5 separate regions of the Mus musculus genome follow, and regions 1, 2, 3 and 4 are each linked to region 5. The links are chromatin contacts, called in public promoter capture Hi-C maps. All regions are on one chromosome and are shown on one strand. The core of a region is the stretch at or near the end of the contact, and the rest is flanking DNA. Distances in the headings are between cores, read along the strand shown. Region 1 holds the start of Zdhhc3 (zinc finger, DHHC domain containing 3). Region 2 holds the start of Lars2 (leucyl-tRNA synthetase, mitochondrial). Region 3 holds the start of Kif15 (kinesin family member 15). Region 4 holds the start of Sacm1l (SAC1 suppressor of actin mutations 1-like (yeast)). Region 5 holds the start of Ctnnb1 (catenin (cadherin associated protein), beta 1).

Evidence for each region. Promoter capture Hi-C pulls out the DNA fragments that hold promoters and counts their contacts.
Region 1: a promoter capture Hi-C map of pre-B cells shows a contact between it and region 5, with 2.5 times the contacts expected there. The contact joins the promoter of Zdhhc3 here to the promoter of Ctnnb1 in region 5. A contact is called at or near these places in 2 of 39 promoter capture datasets (erythroid cells and pre-B cells).
Region 2: a contact with region 5 is called in a promoter capture Hi-C map of erythroid cells, with 17 times the contacts expected there. The contact joins the promoter of Lars2 here to the promoter of Ctnnb1 in region 5. A contact is called at or near these places in 2 of 39 promoter capture datasets (erythroid cells and pre-B cells).
Region 3: a promoter capture Hi-C map of erythroid cells shows a contact between it and region 5, with 10 times the contacts expected there. The contact joins the promoter of Kif15 here to the promoter of Ctnnb1 in region 5. A contact is called at or near these places in 2 of 39 promoter capture datasets (erythroid cells and liver).
Region 4: a promoter capture Hi-C map of erythroid cells shows a contact between it and region 5, with 12 times the contacts expected there. The contact joins the promoter of Sacm1l here to the promoter of Ctnnb1 in region 5. A contact is called at or near these places in 1 of 39 promoter capture datasets (erythroid cells) and 1 of 484 Hi-C or Micro-C datasets (neutrophils).

Annotation. Positions count from the first base shown.
Region 1 is chr9:123,111,791-123,114,490 of GRCm38.p6, forward strand. It overlaps Zdhhc3 (zinc finger, DHHC domain containing 3), which reads right to left and starts at 1,404. Exons shown (of 7, transcript NM_001372538.1): 1 at 1,206-1,404. It overlaps Exosc7 (exosome component 7), which reads left to right and starts at 1,441. Exons shown (of 8, transcript NM_001081188.1): 1 at 1,441-1,532. The coding sequence starts at 1,476.
Region 2 is chr9:123,365,643-123,368,342 of GRCm38.p6, forward strand. Lars2 (leucyl-tRNA synthetase, mitochondrial) reads left to right here and starts at 1,285. Exons shown (of 21, transcript NM_153168.3): 1 at 1,285-1,465.
Region 3 is chr9:122,949,679-122,952,378 of GRCm38.p6, forward strand. Kif15 (kinesin family member 15) reads left to right here and starts at 1,403. Exons shown (of 35, transcript NM_010620.1): 1 at 1,403-1,474. The coding sequence starts at 1,456. 1110059G10Rik (RIKEN cDNA 1110059G10 gene) reads right to left here and starts at 1,322. Exons shown (of 3, transcript NM_025419.4): 1 at 1,127-1,322. The coding sequence starts at 1,234.
Region 4 is chr9:123,528,347-123,531,046 of GRCm38.p6, forward strand. Sacm1l (SAC1 suppressor of actin mutations 1-like (yeast)) reads left to right here and starts at 1,407. Exons shown (of 20, transcript NM_030692.5): 1 at 1,407-1,575. The coding sequence starts at 1,544. It overlaps n-TRacg2 (a tRNA gene), which reads right to left and starts at 1,151; the gene lies at 1,079-1,151.
Region 5 is chr9:120,931,992-120,934,691 of GRCm38.p6, forward strand. It overlaps Ctnnb1 (catenin (cadherin associated protein), beta 1), which reads left to right and starts at 1,409. Exons shown (of 15, transcript NM_007614.3): 1 at 1,409-1,647.

The DNA of each region.
Region 1 (2,700 bases), core at 154-2,653, 2.2 Mb after region 5:
TAGAGGGCAAAGTCCAACCCTACAGGAAGCCGTCTCAGGAGCACCTGTAGTAAGTATTATGTATGGACGCAGGAAATTCATATCCAGTCTATCAAGAAGAGGCTATCATTTGAGGGCTCAGCAGCTAACAGTTCAGTACCTAGGAATATAGCCAGGCACTTCCTGTTACTGTTGAAATCTCAGCGTAGTCAGTAATCCACTATGACAACTCTAATCACCATGCTCTGTGGCTATGCTCACAAGAGCCTTCCCTTCTACCCTGGAGGACTCTGGTTAGTGTTCTGTTTACTTACTTAGTTAGCACAAGAGAAAAAAAGCCTTTTTTCGACGAGTGGGGGCAGTGTCTTTGAGACAGGATCTCACTATGTGGCTCAGGCTGTCCTTGAACTCACAGTGTAGAACAGGCTGACCTCGAATTCAGAGATCCGCCTAGCTCTGTCTCCCAAACGCTGGGATTAAAGGCAAAGGGTGGCCAGCACCTTTTATTTCTTGATGATTAAGCTGAAGGGTTACTTTTGTTTAAAATAGAACACCAGGTAAGTCTCTACCAAGTCTCCCCTCATTTTCTCAGAGAGACCCTTTAAAACTTAGTTCATATCCCCTCTCTTCCTTAAAGGGCCCCTCACTATGACCCCAGCTTCACCTTGCAGGCATCCTTTCTGGATAACCTAGGTCCCATATCCTCCCAGGGTCGGTTTTCTTTCATGAAGTTATCCATCTTCCCCGGAGATCCCTTCCATCCAGGCATCCCGAAGTGCAAGACACTCTCCCTACTCTCTTTGGGACAATACTCCAGCAACCGCACGGGGCAAGGGTAACTTGCAAAGCTCTGGGCCATTATCTGATGATGGGCAGTAGGGGAGGAAAGGATGAGGGAAGACAGGACAGAGATCGATCCCTGGAATGGAAGGAGGGGTGAGAAAATTGAGAAGCTGGCGCCCCATTCCTGGTGCAGACCCTTCCCGACCAGTGACCTAATGAGGGATCCATGGTCTCTTTCCTTCAGCCATCCTAGGGACCAACTAGGAGGGGGTTGAGGAGATGGTCCCTCATGGGCAGCACGACTTCCGCCTTCCTGAAGTGTCTCACGTGCGCGCGCTCGGCTACTTCGACTCCGGCCCGAGCGCTCGGGTTGCGCGCTTCCCATCCAGTCCCGGCTGGGGCCCCGCGCCTCCCTCCTTCTGGGGCTTCCCCACTGCACTGACCGTCAATCTGGAGGCAGCTAGCAGTCCCGCGCCGCCTGCTGCTGCCCCGGGGCCCAGCCGCCAGCGTCCGCGATGGCACGGGCACCCGGCGCCACGGCTTGCCGGACTCGGCCTCACACGGGGCGGTGCGAAGGAGAAGCCCATGGAGCTCCAGGCGGTGGCGGCAGCCGCGGCTGCGGGAGCGGCCACCGCGCGGGCTGATGACGCGCAGGCGCGGTGGGGAGAGGCGCGAGCTGATGACACGCCAGCGCGCGCGGTGAGCTGAGCAGCATGGCGTCGGTGGCGCTAAGCGAGGCCGAGAAGGTCTACATCGTTCATGGAGTGCAGGTAGCGGTGGCGGCCGCGAGTGCAGGCCATATTGCGCAGGGAGGAGGTGCGGGGCGGCCACGTGGTCAGGACGGACGCCCGAGGCTTAGTGCTGCAGCGAGTGTGCGTCCTGTATGCCTAGATGTCCACAGCTCTCGGGATGGAGGAGATTCCTAGCTCATCAGGGAGCGGCGGGCGGGCAGTTCCCGAGGCTGCAGTTTAATGAAGGAATGTCCTTGTGGCCTCTGCACGACCTGAGAGTGCAGTGCCCGAGATCCTGTAATCAGAATAGCGGCACGTGAATGGACTCTGGTGACTTTGCACACAGAGGCCGTGTATCCGAGGGGGAAAAGGACTTTAAAATTCTGACAGCAAACACCACACGCCACACACCCCCTAAAAACAGGAAAGAAGGAAATGCATCGGTAATAGAGTGCGTGCTTAGCATGCTCCAGACCTTGGTGGCTGGCACCTGTAATCCCAGCAGCTGGGAAGTGGAGACAAGAGAATCAGGAGTTTAAGGCCAGACTGAGCTATAAAGACCCAATCTTAAGAGAAATCACGCTGACATATACACACACATGTCTTACAAATAGAGAAAAATAGGGAGTGTTTTTCTTTCTGGCGGTGCTGGAGGTTGAACCTCTTGGCCTTGTGCATGCTAGGCAGGCATTCTATCATGGAACCGCATTCTCAACCCTTTTGTTTTTTTGCTTTTTTTTTTTGAGGAGGAGAGCTTTATATCCAAGGCTGGTGTGTAACTCCTATCAGTCCTGCCTTGGCAGAAGGCATGCCTTTTCACCACCCGCTGAGAAGAATTTTTCAAAGCAGACTGGTAGTCTATGGTGTAATTGTTGATTTACCTGTTTTACTTGTGGGGCGCTTAGATCTTTGGGTAGCTACAATGACTACCGCGATCTGGGCTCAGTCCTGCTTTTGAACGTTCAAGAGAAGTGAAGAATGTTTCCTGGCAACCATAATCTAGTATTCTACAAGCCTTGTCCCTACAGTTGATCTTGTGATGTAGTCATCATAGTAAGGTGACCTGTTACCATTTAAACTACATAATGCAAGTGAAAGCATGTTCTTTTCTAAATCATATGACATACTGTTATTTTCTACTTCATATAGAGTAAGGAATGCCAAAATTCAGTCATTAGGTTTCATATTAAACTTGAGTAATAAAAAT
Region 2 (2,700 bases), core at 35-2,534, 2.4 Mb after region 5:
GGATTTTAGCCATTAAGTAAATGATAATCAAGCTACAATCTAGAAACAGAGAGGTTATGTAAAGAGGAGGGGTCTTGGGAGACATAGGAACCGACCTGGGAAGGTAGATTAGATTTTATGGGAGGATTGGGGGGGTGGGTGAGGATGGGAGGGGGTTGTGTGGGGGGAAAGAGTATGGGGAGAGTCAGCTGAAATTGAAGGAGGGCACTTCTGGGGGTGGGGGATGGGAAGCCAGTGCAGTGGAAACCTAGTGTGAACTGTATCAGGGCAATGGTGGCACAGAATTGGTTTCCAGGTGAGGTTTGATGCTGGTCTAGAACAACCTGGTGTTTTGAGCTTTAAATGATCAGGAGACTGTTTTTGTTGTCGTCGTTGAAGTCTTGGAAATGGACAAAAGCTTCCTATGTTTCCTGGGTGGCACACAGAATGAAGTTTTATTCTGTAGGAGTGTACACCCCTGCTGGTCTCCTTATGGACTGCATTGACCCATGTAAGGACAGAAACTAAGATGGAGATTATACATACAGTGACGGGATGGATTGTCTGTGAAGCTACAATTGATTTTAGCCCTGTAGGAAGAGATGGCACTCAGACATTGTTTCCCCCCTCCCCCCCCACCCCCCCGCTATTACTGGATAGCAACCATTTTGCACTATTTGCAAATCTCAGTACACTTCTCACATGTGGCCTTAAAAAGATTCTTCCTTTAAAAGATAGAGTGTAATTACACCATTGTTCCTTTGCAATTCCTTGATTTATTACAAGGCAAGAAGCTCTTGCTCCATGCAGTGCGTGCTGGGCGATGGGGCACATTAACCCCATAAGGAAGGAGGTCAGACAGCTTGTTTTCCTGTCAGTACATTTTGTTCCCCGCTCTACTCCGGGCTAGGTAATTCTCCTCCTGGGGCTAGAAGATCACCTGATATGATGGATGAAAAGTGCTTCAATCCTCACCAGGCCCATAATGGATCAAAAAGTCAGACAAGCCAGCCCAGTAGCAGCTTCTGTGACGCTGAGATTCAAACCCTGGCCTTGAACCACCCCAGAGCTCTTTTAACCACCTGTCACTTCATCCTTTAGCATCTCCCTCGTTTCTGTTCTAATTGTAAGACCGGGACAATCCGGTAAGCAGAATTTGTACCGATAGCAGGCGTAGAGGGCGAGGCCTGGGCGGGGTCAGCCCTGGGCGAGCAGCTTGGGGGCGGAGTCAGCGCTGTCTCTCCCGCATCTCGCCTTTCCCTCTTGGCTCCGCCTCTCCTGTCTGTGTCCGCGGCCTCCCCTTTCGATAAAGTTGTTGTTTTGCCAACATGGCGGCGCCCAGAGTGACTGGCTGGGTCTTGCTCGTGTAATGCTTGGGGAACGAGGCAGAAGGTAGCAGCTGGCCAGACAGAGCCTGAGCGCAGAAAGCCCCGCCTGGGGCTCAGGAAGACGAGAGACAAGCCCCGCTTAGCCCCCGGAGCTGAAGGTGCGGACAGGCTCGGGAGTCCCGGGACCTTGGAGTTTGACAAAATGGGAAAAGCTCCGAGATTCTAGTCTATAGGCTCTTTCAGCCATGGACCCTGTTGACAGCTCCGGACTCTTGCTCGGAGAACGCACATCTTCACATGGCTTTGTATTCGAATTCTCCTCTACTACTCACCTCCCCCCGGGTGCCTGGATCTTCTCTTCGGGGTTGGGGGTTTGGACCCAGAAAAGGACCATCAGTACTACATCTTTGGGGGACCCACAGTATTAATTAGGACCCGCAGGTCTTCACAAGTCGCCTGGATCTTAACAGGCTCACAGCTTACAGAGAAGGTGGAGTTCCAGATACGAAATAACTTGCCTGAGATCCTGCAGGAAATTAGAAGTAGCGTGTGTGTGTGTGTGTGTGTTTAACATTAGTATTTTACAAGACATGTCTGCTGACATTTGTGTTTTTAGAAGACATGTTTGTTGGGGTGAGGTGTGTGTTAACTTACTCGTTTTGTTTGTATCCACACCAACCTCTGCTAAAATGGCTGCTTTTGATGCCAGGAAGAGGCAATGCCTATTAAGACTTCAGTAGACAGGTACTTGAAATGGCCCAGAGCTGTGCCTAGTAAGTAAAAAAAGAACAGAAGATGGTTGAAATCTAAAAGTTCTGTAAATTCATAGGCATGAGCACAGACAATTTGTTCTTAGTCTCTTCCCCTAGTGGAGAGTCTGAGGGTGATCTTGGACCTATGCCTAAGGGTTTGGGGTTTATTTTTATTTTTTATTTTGCATTGCTCAGGATGGAACCAATGGCCTCAAACAGTGTCAGGGAATTACTCTACCACTAAGCTATATCTCCAGCCCCCACATTTACAGTATTTACTTGTTTTATTTTGTTTTTGGTGCTGGGTATTGAACTGATGTGCTGAGCATCTGTTTTATATATCTAGTCTTTGGATTTTCTTAACAAATCTGCTTTTGTTTTAAGACTTGTTTTTAATTGTGTGTGTGTGTGAGTGTGGGTGCCCATATAGGCCAGAGGCATCAGATCTTCCTGAAGCTGGAATCATAGGCATTGTGAGTCACCCACTGTGAGTGCTGGGGACCAAACGGGGATCCTGTACAAGAGCGGTGTGCTCTCTTAACTGCTGTGCCATCTTTCCTGCCTCTTCTTTATTTGTTTGTTTAAAGACAGAGTCTCGCTGTATAGCCCAGGCTTCCCTACAGCTCATGGTAGCCCAGGTT
Region 3 (2,700 bases), core at 153-2,652, 2.0 Mb after region 5:
TGTTTGTTTTTCAAGACAGGGTTTCCTCTGTTTAGCCTTCATTGCCCTGCAACTCCATTTGTAGATCAGGCTGGTCTGGAAGTCAGAGATCTGCCTGCTTCTTCATTCTGAGTTCTAGGATTCAAAGACATGTGCCACCACTGCCCAGCAGATACTATTAGCTGCTATTCAAGGACACACAAATAGTTATATAAAAGGTTTTGTACATAAACAATACTGTACATAATTGTTTAACTTTTGAAATTTATCAAACAGAAACCTAGTACTCACTGTACAAATGTAACAATTATATTTTGTCAGCTAAGTCAAAACATTTCTACTTTTTAACTAAGAAAGGTTTTGCATACTTTGAGATAAATACAGAATTATCTCATTTTTCAAGCAACTGTCTAATATTTAATTTTGGGCAGTCATCTTATGGGGAATACCCTGCATGACTTGGCCTTTGCCCACTACTATATTTTATCCCATGTAACTTTCACAGCTTCTAAGAGTCTAGACAACTAAGTTTGAGTACTCAACTGTCCATTATGTCTGTCTTTTTTTCTCAAACTGTGTCTAGGATGCTCCAGGCCATCTCTTACATAGCTAGCCCTCAAAACTAAAGAATCCCTAGATGCGCTTTTGAACACAACTGCATGTCCTCTTGTTTGACCTGTGCATAGCTTCTCGGCAGCAAGAACGCATTGTGTTTTCAATGTTACCTTCATTAGACAACCCCCTTTGAGAAGTACTGTTTCATTTCCCTATCTTGAGACACACAGCTTGGTAAACAGCAGGGGTTCTACTAGTCCTGGCTGATTCCTTCAAAGACTCCTGATTCGAGTCGTTTAATCAAGTGGCTTCGGTCTCCTTATCTGAAAAAGGGGACGACGCTGTCAATCACCTTGCTCAGGTAAAGTGAGATCCGCAAGTAAGAAAGGACAGAAAAGCTGTCTAGACTAGCTACTAGGGCTAGGTCGTTTTCAAGAATAGCACCCTGCAAGTAAGAATTCCTGGACCCGAGAGGCCAGACCTGGGGTCCGGCTGGTCGCGAGTGAGGGACCTGTCAGTTACGTCGGCACCGAGGAGCCGGAAGTGGGGTGGAGATAGAGGGTCTGACTCGGGGCGACTCCCGCGGCCTCACCTTGGTCTCTACGGTGGGCCCCTCCTTGTAGCCGACTCTCTCTTTGAAGCGGGACAGGAAGGCGGGCTCTGCGGGCCGCACATAGGACACTTGGTTCCGCTTGCTCATGGTAGTTCTGGTTCTGACCAACAATAAATAGCACTCGGCAGACTTGGCAGGGTACAAAGTGTCTGTCGCCCGCGCGGACTTCTGACGTAGACCGTGTTAGTGACGCCATCCGACCACGCCCAGGAGGCGTGGTCCGTTGGGGCGCCAAATTCAAATCTGCGGCCATCTTGAAGGGAGGATTCTGGTGGTCCTGGCGTAAGCGAATCTCGGACGGGGTCGCCATGGCCCCCGGCTGCAAATGTAAGTTGCGAGCCTGCCTGGTGAACTCATCGCCGCTGGCAGATGCCGGTGCTACGGGGCGTCACCTCTTAGGGCGCCCCGCGAGGGCGACGACGGCACACGCAGTGGGAACCCGAGTTCCTCACGGAGCGCGGGCGTCCCGCCTCGGCCACCCTACACCCGAGCGCTCTTCTCTGTGCATGGGACCCTGCTGTTTCCTTGCTGGCTTCTGGTGTCCTGAGGGCGGCCCTTGCGCTGCACTTGATGCTTGATTACCTATTTCTGCCTTTTTTGAAGGGAAGGGATTTGTGTTCCCTTCGGTGGCCTACCCTCAGAGGAGGGAACTTTAAAGCGAATTGCAACGGTCCCTTTACAACAGTTCCCATTCTTCATGCAAGACTTCATGAGTTCCTGAAACCAGAACTGTATCTTAGTACAGAACCCTATAGATAATGTGCTCTGTAAACTAAGTGTACTAAGATTAGCTAATACTAAAATACCTCAATTATAGTAATAGACAGTAATAGTTATTTGAAAGTAGTCTTTGCCTCAATTATAGTAATAGACAGTAATAGTTATTTGAAAGTAGTCTTTGACATAGTGTCTTATTATACCGGTCTTTTATCCTATGAGATTCTACGGTGTCTACTTGCTGAGAGAAATTCTGTAGACAGTATGACAGAGTTAGTATCCAAAAGTCACTTGAACACAAGCATTGTGATATAGCCACTTGATCTAATAACAAATGGCTGAGACTGTTAGGAGAGTAGTGTTTATAGTACCTGGCTAAAAAGAGTTGTGTAGCATGAGGCTTTATATTGAGACCTTGTTTAAAAAAAAAAAAAAAAAAAGGCTTAGAAATTGTTTCATTCTGAATTTTCTATTTAGTTGTTTTAGATTGTGATTGATGGCTGAGGAAAAAAACATAGAAAAAAGAAGTGCAGATTATGAGTAGACTAATATATATATTAATCTGTTTTCATCACAAAGAGATTGATTTAATCCCCCACTTCCAACGTATATGAGTGCCACCTCTTATATTGCCTATTATCTTTCTTAAATTATTTTTAATTATTGGTGTGTATGTGAGTGCACATGCATGTGTATATGTGTGCACAGCTGCGAGTGTAGTTTGTGTGTAGGTTGCTTGTGTGGGTGAAGATGGCCGTGGAGTGGTTGGATACTCTAGAGCTAGCATTATGAGTGGTTGTGAGCTTCTGAATATGGGTGCTGGCATGTGTGGTTTT
Region 4 (2,700 bases), core at 157-2,656, 2.6 Mb after region 5:
AAAACCCTCATTTTTTTTAAGTGCTAAAACTGACAACAATGCATATTAATGATCTCAAATCTCAGACAAAAAATTAAAGAGCAAACAAAAAATACTGTTAGCTGGGCAGTAGTGGTGCGTGCTTTTACACCAGTATTCAGGAGGCAGAGGCAGGGATCTCTGAGTTGGAGGCCAGCCTGGTTACAGAGCAAGTTCCAGGACAGTCAAAACTACACAGGGAAACCCGGTCTCGAGAAACAACCCACTATAACTTCATTAAAAGCAAACTAAATCCTCAGAAGTGTAGAAGCCTGGTATGGTATCTTGTACCTTAAATTCCAGTACTCTGGAAAGCAAAGGCAGCCATTTGGCCTGGTCTATATCCAGCAGTATGGACTGCAGGAGTGAGCCACACCCCTTGGTCCTTGGTCTAATTCTGCCCCAATAATTTCCTTTATCTGATACAGTTTTAATAAACTCCTGGGGAGTGGGGTATGTTTTCTAGGACAACTTAATCATGGAGTGACTGGTTAATGAATAGGCTGAGCCCTGCTCCCGATCCACCTTCGTCACATCTGTTTCTGGCTATCTCAGGTCTTACGTAAAATGTTCATGTACTCGTTTTTCTGGGCCTCTTACTGCGAAATCCCCGAATTTTTAAGGTTTCCTTGTGCAGTGGAGGCTAGGTCGGCTTTGCAAGCGGAGCTAGCCAAGGCCGCTGTACCAATCATGAAGAGCAGAAGCTACGCCCTTCTCATGTCAGTGCCGTCTGTGTTCTACCAGCTAGGAGCTTTCGGTGAGATTTTTCCGTCATCGGGTGGGAAGACATTGGCCACGCATGTCCCTGTCCCTGATTGCAAACCTCCACTCTCAAGAGTGTTTTCGTAAGAGTACATTTCCAGACTCCTGCGCAATTTTAAGAACAGGGGAGCTAGGAAACTTGCAAACCGTTTTAGGTAACTCCGGGTTTCAAATACAGCCAAGAAGGTATTATTTTTTCGCAAAGCAACATTAAAACGTAAGACATTTGACCTTGACAATCTAGCTATGATCCTTTTCAAGCAGGCCTTCCAAGGTTCAGGAAAAAGATCGCACACGTCGAGCCAGCCAGGAGTCGAACCTAGAATCTTCTGATCCGTAGTCAGACGCGTTATCCATTGCGCCACTGGCCCGGTGCTGAGGAGGCCTCCTCCACGATAAGTGATCTCCAATTACACAGCTTCACTATGCTTCCTGCTTCTAACCTCAGTCTGGTCGGTTTGTTGAATGTCGCGACTCAGTGCAAAGCTACCGGGACTCCGCCTTTCTCTGCAACGCGTTACACCAATCCCCAGAGGCGACGTCACGGCGTTCTTTGGTCCGCTCCAATCCGCGCATCGGAGGCGTGCCTCGCAGCTCACTGGTTTGTCCGCCGCCGGCTCCCGTGCTCGCCCGAGAGGCGGACCCGGGAGGGGGTGGGGCCAGGCCGAGGCTCCTTGACCACCGCGCCTGGGGAGCGGTCGCCGCGGAGCCGGGGTGGCAGCGGGCTACACTGCGGGTGGAGCGAAGAGGAGGAAGCTGCACGATGGCGGCCGCAGCCTACGAGCATCTGAAGCTGTGAGTCCCGCGGGCTGCGGCCGCTGACAGGAAGGGCGGAGGGGCGAGCGGGCGCCGAGGCCCGGGAGTGTGCGGCCCGCACCGGCCGAGCTCGCGGGCTGGGCTTTCCCCGTCCAGCCTGGCTGCAGCGTAGGCCAGTGTCCCGCAGCCTCGCCCGCCGCTGGACCTGGCGCGGTGAGCCGAGCCGCAGCCCGCAGCACCGGAGGCTGCAGCCAGCTTTCCCTGGGTGGCCTCCGGGAGAGGCCTTTTTCACCGGGCGTGCTCTGACGTCCGCCGGCAGAGCTAACCTTTCTCTTGGTTTCAGGCTTTCTGGGCCTGGGAGTCTCAATGACGGGTCCTTCTTAGGGCGCAGCAATAATTTAGTCAGATGTCCTAAGGGCCGGTCGAATTTACTGTGCTTATTCCAACAGACTGCGTCGACAGCTACAGTAGGCTCGCCTCTATTTTGGCGTAGCAATGTTGAGTTTTGGCAAAGCCAGGACTTGAGGTTTTGAGGCCCAGCCACTGGATGTTTAGAGGTGCAAAAAAAAAAAAAAATAGACATTTATAAGCTCTTTGGCTCGTCCTGGGTTAGAGGAGATGGGGGATAATTTCTCTTGTGTTACCCTCAGCACCTACACTCCTTGTTTGTGAATAACTTCGCCCTAACCGCTTTAATAATTTACCACGGTCTGGGAATGCCTTTAGTAGCAGAAGCAAATATAACTTTCGAAAAGCCAAGTTAAATTATCCTGTTAATTAGACATAGACATCCCAGTTCGTTTGCAGGAAACAAATGTAGTTTGGGTACGCCCAATGAATAACTGAAGGTGTAAAGTTATGAGTCCAGAATTTGGAGGGAGGCCATCTGCCCAACACTTTTCATGTTTTGCTGTGTTCACCCTTTATGCCTCTTCTGCTTGCTACATACAGTTCTCTTTGAAAAGCCCAGCGCCACCCTTCCTTCCACATTTCTTTTAATTAGTTTTCCTTTGTAAAGTGAATAATCACCTTATTGGTGACAGTTGAAGCAAAGTGTACTTACTGGTCTATGTCCGGCCCGAGTCACATGTCCTTTACTGGCAAATTAGGTTATTGTCCACCTGATAGTTGTTGAAGGGCTGAACATGATCTTACACTAGGTCT
Region 5 (2,700 bases), core at 159-2,658:
GTGCAGGCGCTTCTTAACGAGTTTTAATAGTGTGCCCTTTAAAAAAGAAGCAAAATTGGGACACAGAAAAAGAAGCAAGTGTCAAAAAGAAAAAAAAAAGAAAAAGAAAAGAAAGGAACCCCCCCCCCCCCCAAAAAAAAAAAGAAAAAGAAAAGAAAAGAAAGGAAACCCCGGACAGAGGTGAAGTCAGCTATCTAATTTTAAACGAATCGACCAAATATTCTTTAACTCTGCATGTGACAATTAAAATTAGGGGTTGGTAGCTGCAACCACCACTGGTAGGGCTTTGGTAAAATACCTTTTCCTGCTCTATCTCTCTGAGTTATGGCAGGCCAAGTCAGCCCCAGCCAGCAGCAGAGTTTACTCTCCGGAAATCCGAGCAGAGCTGCAGAGGGGAAAGGTCTAGACAAAGGCCCTCACTGAGCAGCTCCAGCATGGTGGACTGTGGTGGTTCACAGAGTTACGGTGATATGTCTTTAAGATAGAAAATTGAGTCATTTAAAAACTAAGCTGGCCCTACAGCACCGGCCCTGCCTCAGTGATGCATGGGCTTCCTGCCAGTACCTGTACATAAGGACCTATTGTTTACTTGCGTTAATTACAGCGCTGGGATGAAAGAAGGCAGTGGGGCAACTTTCCCTGTTGCCATTGTTTGGGAAGAGACGTGAGCTCAGAATAATAGGCTGGAGACAGCCAATTCACCCCAACTGCTCCAGTTTTGACAAGTGCCAATCGTGAAGGACAACAATGGGGCCATTTCCAAGAGAAGATCCAACTTCACCCTATTGTCATGATTTGGGGGGGGGGGAGCTCTCGAAGGATACAAAATTAGTTTTGAAAATTTAAGAGGTTACCCACAGGTCCTCTCAGCAACACACTCGAGTTTCTCAAACAATACAGAAAAATCGCTGTCCTTGGTCCCCACGCCTGGTTCTACTGACCCAGTGAGTCTGGGTAAGATGGGGTTTCTAGGAATCACGCTGGTGAACGCAGTGGTGGAGCTGAATCACTTGTTAATAGATGTTCGCAGACACTCTTGGGGACTCCAAGGCCTCCTGGGGTGGGGAGGAAAGGTGGCTGGGCCCCAGGTTCCCTGTCCGGATTCCAGAGGCACAGCGGGAAGGGAAGCGGGACACTCCTGGGAGCGGTAAAGTGTGGTGGGGTCCAATGGTGGTTCAGGGGTGTGGCGGCCGGTGCACCGGTGATGGCAGCCTCGAACCTGCGCCGTCCGAGGCCGCACTCCACCCGGCCCGCGGCGGCGGCCCGCTCTCGATTCCTTTAGTTTCCAATGGAGCGGCGTCTGGACGCCCCGCCCCGGCTCGGCCCCTCCCGGCGGCGCACGCGCAGAGCGACTCGGACTGGCGGGGACTACTTTCCCCGGCCCGCCCGCGCCCCGCCCCTCGTCCTCGCGCGGCGGAACGCTCCGCGCGGAGCGGCAGCGGCAGGATACACGGTGCCGCGCCGCTTATAAATCGCTCCTTGTGCGGCGCCATCTTAAGCCCTCGCTCGGTGGCGGCCGCGTCAGCTCGTGTCCTGTGAAGCCCGCGGCCCGGGGAGGCGGAGACGGAGCACGGTGGGCGCCGAGCCGTCAGTGCAGGAGGCCGAGGCCGAGCGGGCGGCCGCGAGTGAGCAGCGCGCGGGCCTGAGGTGCGGCGCCGCGGCGGGCCGGCTCGCGCCGCGCCAGCGGGAAACTTCGCGGGCCGGGTGGCGGCGGGAGGCCGCGGGGACGCGCGGGCTGGGGCCGGGGCCGGGCGGGCGCGCGCCGGGAGCCCGGATGGACGGCTGGCCGCCGTGGGGGGTGGGGACCGCGGTTCGCGTCCGGGCTGGGGCCGCCGCGGGGGCGGGGTGGGCGGGGGCCTCGCCTCCGTGGCCCGCGGAGCCGGGGGGACGCGAGACCTGGCGCTCGTCCCCTCTGTCCCTCGTGGAGCACGCACAGACAAATTTTTTTTTCTCCCTGCAACGACCTGACTGTGAGTTTGAATCCAAACAACTTTAAGCCGTGGAGTCGCCAAACTTGGATGCAGCGGGCGGGATGCGTCAGGAGCGTGTTCTCGGAGGGTGGCTTCTTGGACTCGCGTGGGGTTGGTGGCTGCGGGGCCGAGGTCCTGGCGGGAATTTGGGACCGTGGACGAGTCACCGGCCACTCCTGGTGTTGGAGGCGGGGGGGGGGGGAGGTGCGCGGGATCCGAAACCTGGGCTTGGGGGAGGGGGACTTGCCCTTAGCCAGTAAGTGTGGGGTCCGCTCCAAGTGTTTCTCCCCAGCGCGTTTGCTTTCTGAGCGAGACGGAGTGGCCGGAGCGCGGACCGCCAGGGCGTGGGAGCCTGGCGACTTGTTCTGAGTGTTGTTTGGGGGACCAGACTTGGAACCGACGCTCCCAAGTTCGGTACCCCAGGCCCGCTCCGGTGAGCCCGCTGGCTGCGGGGCAGCTTTGTCTCGGGCTCGGGTCTCCAGACATCTGTGGGCTCCCCTCCCCCGCGCCCCCCGCAGCCCCCCTCCCGGGGCCTGAGCTCTGAATGGAGAGCGGCTGGGCTGCTGGTATGCGGAGGTCGGCGAGAGGAAATCGAGGAGTGGTTTTAGTGAAACGAGAGCTTTGTGCCATGAATAATGGTGGCTTAGACCAGACAGCAAGCTGAGGAGACGGCAGCTTTGCCTTTGATAAAGTCTGCCTCATGTTTTTCACATGGCCAAGTTGTGAAGCG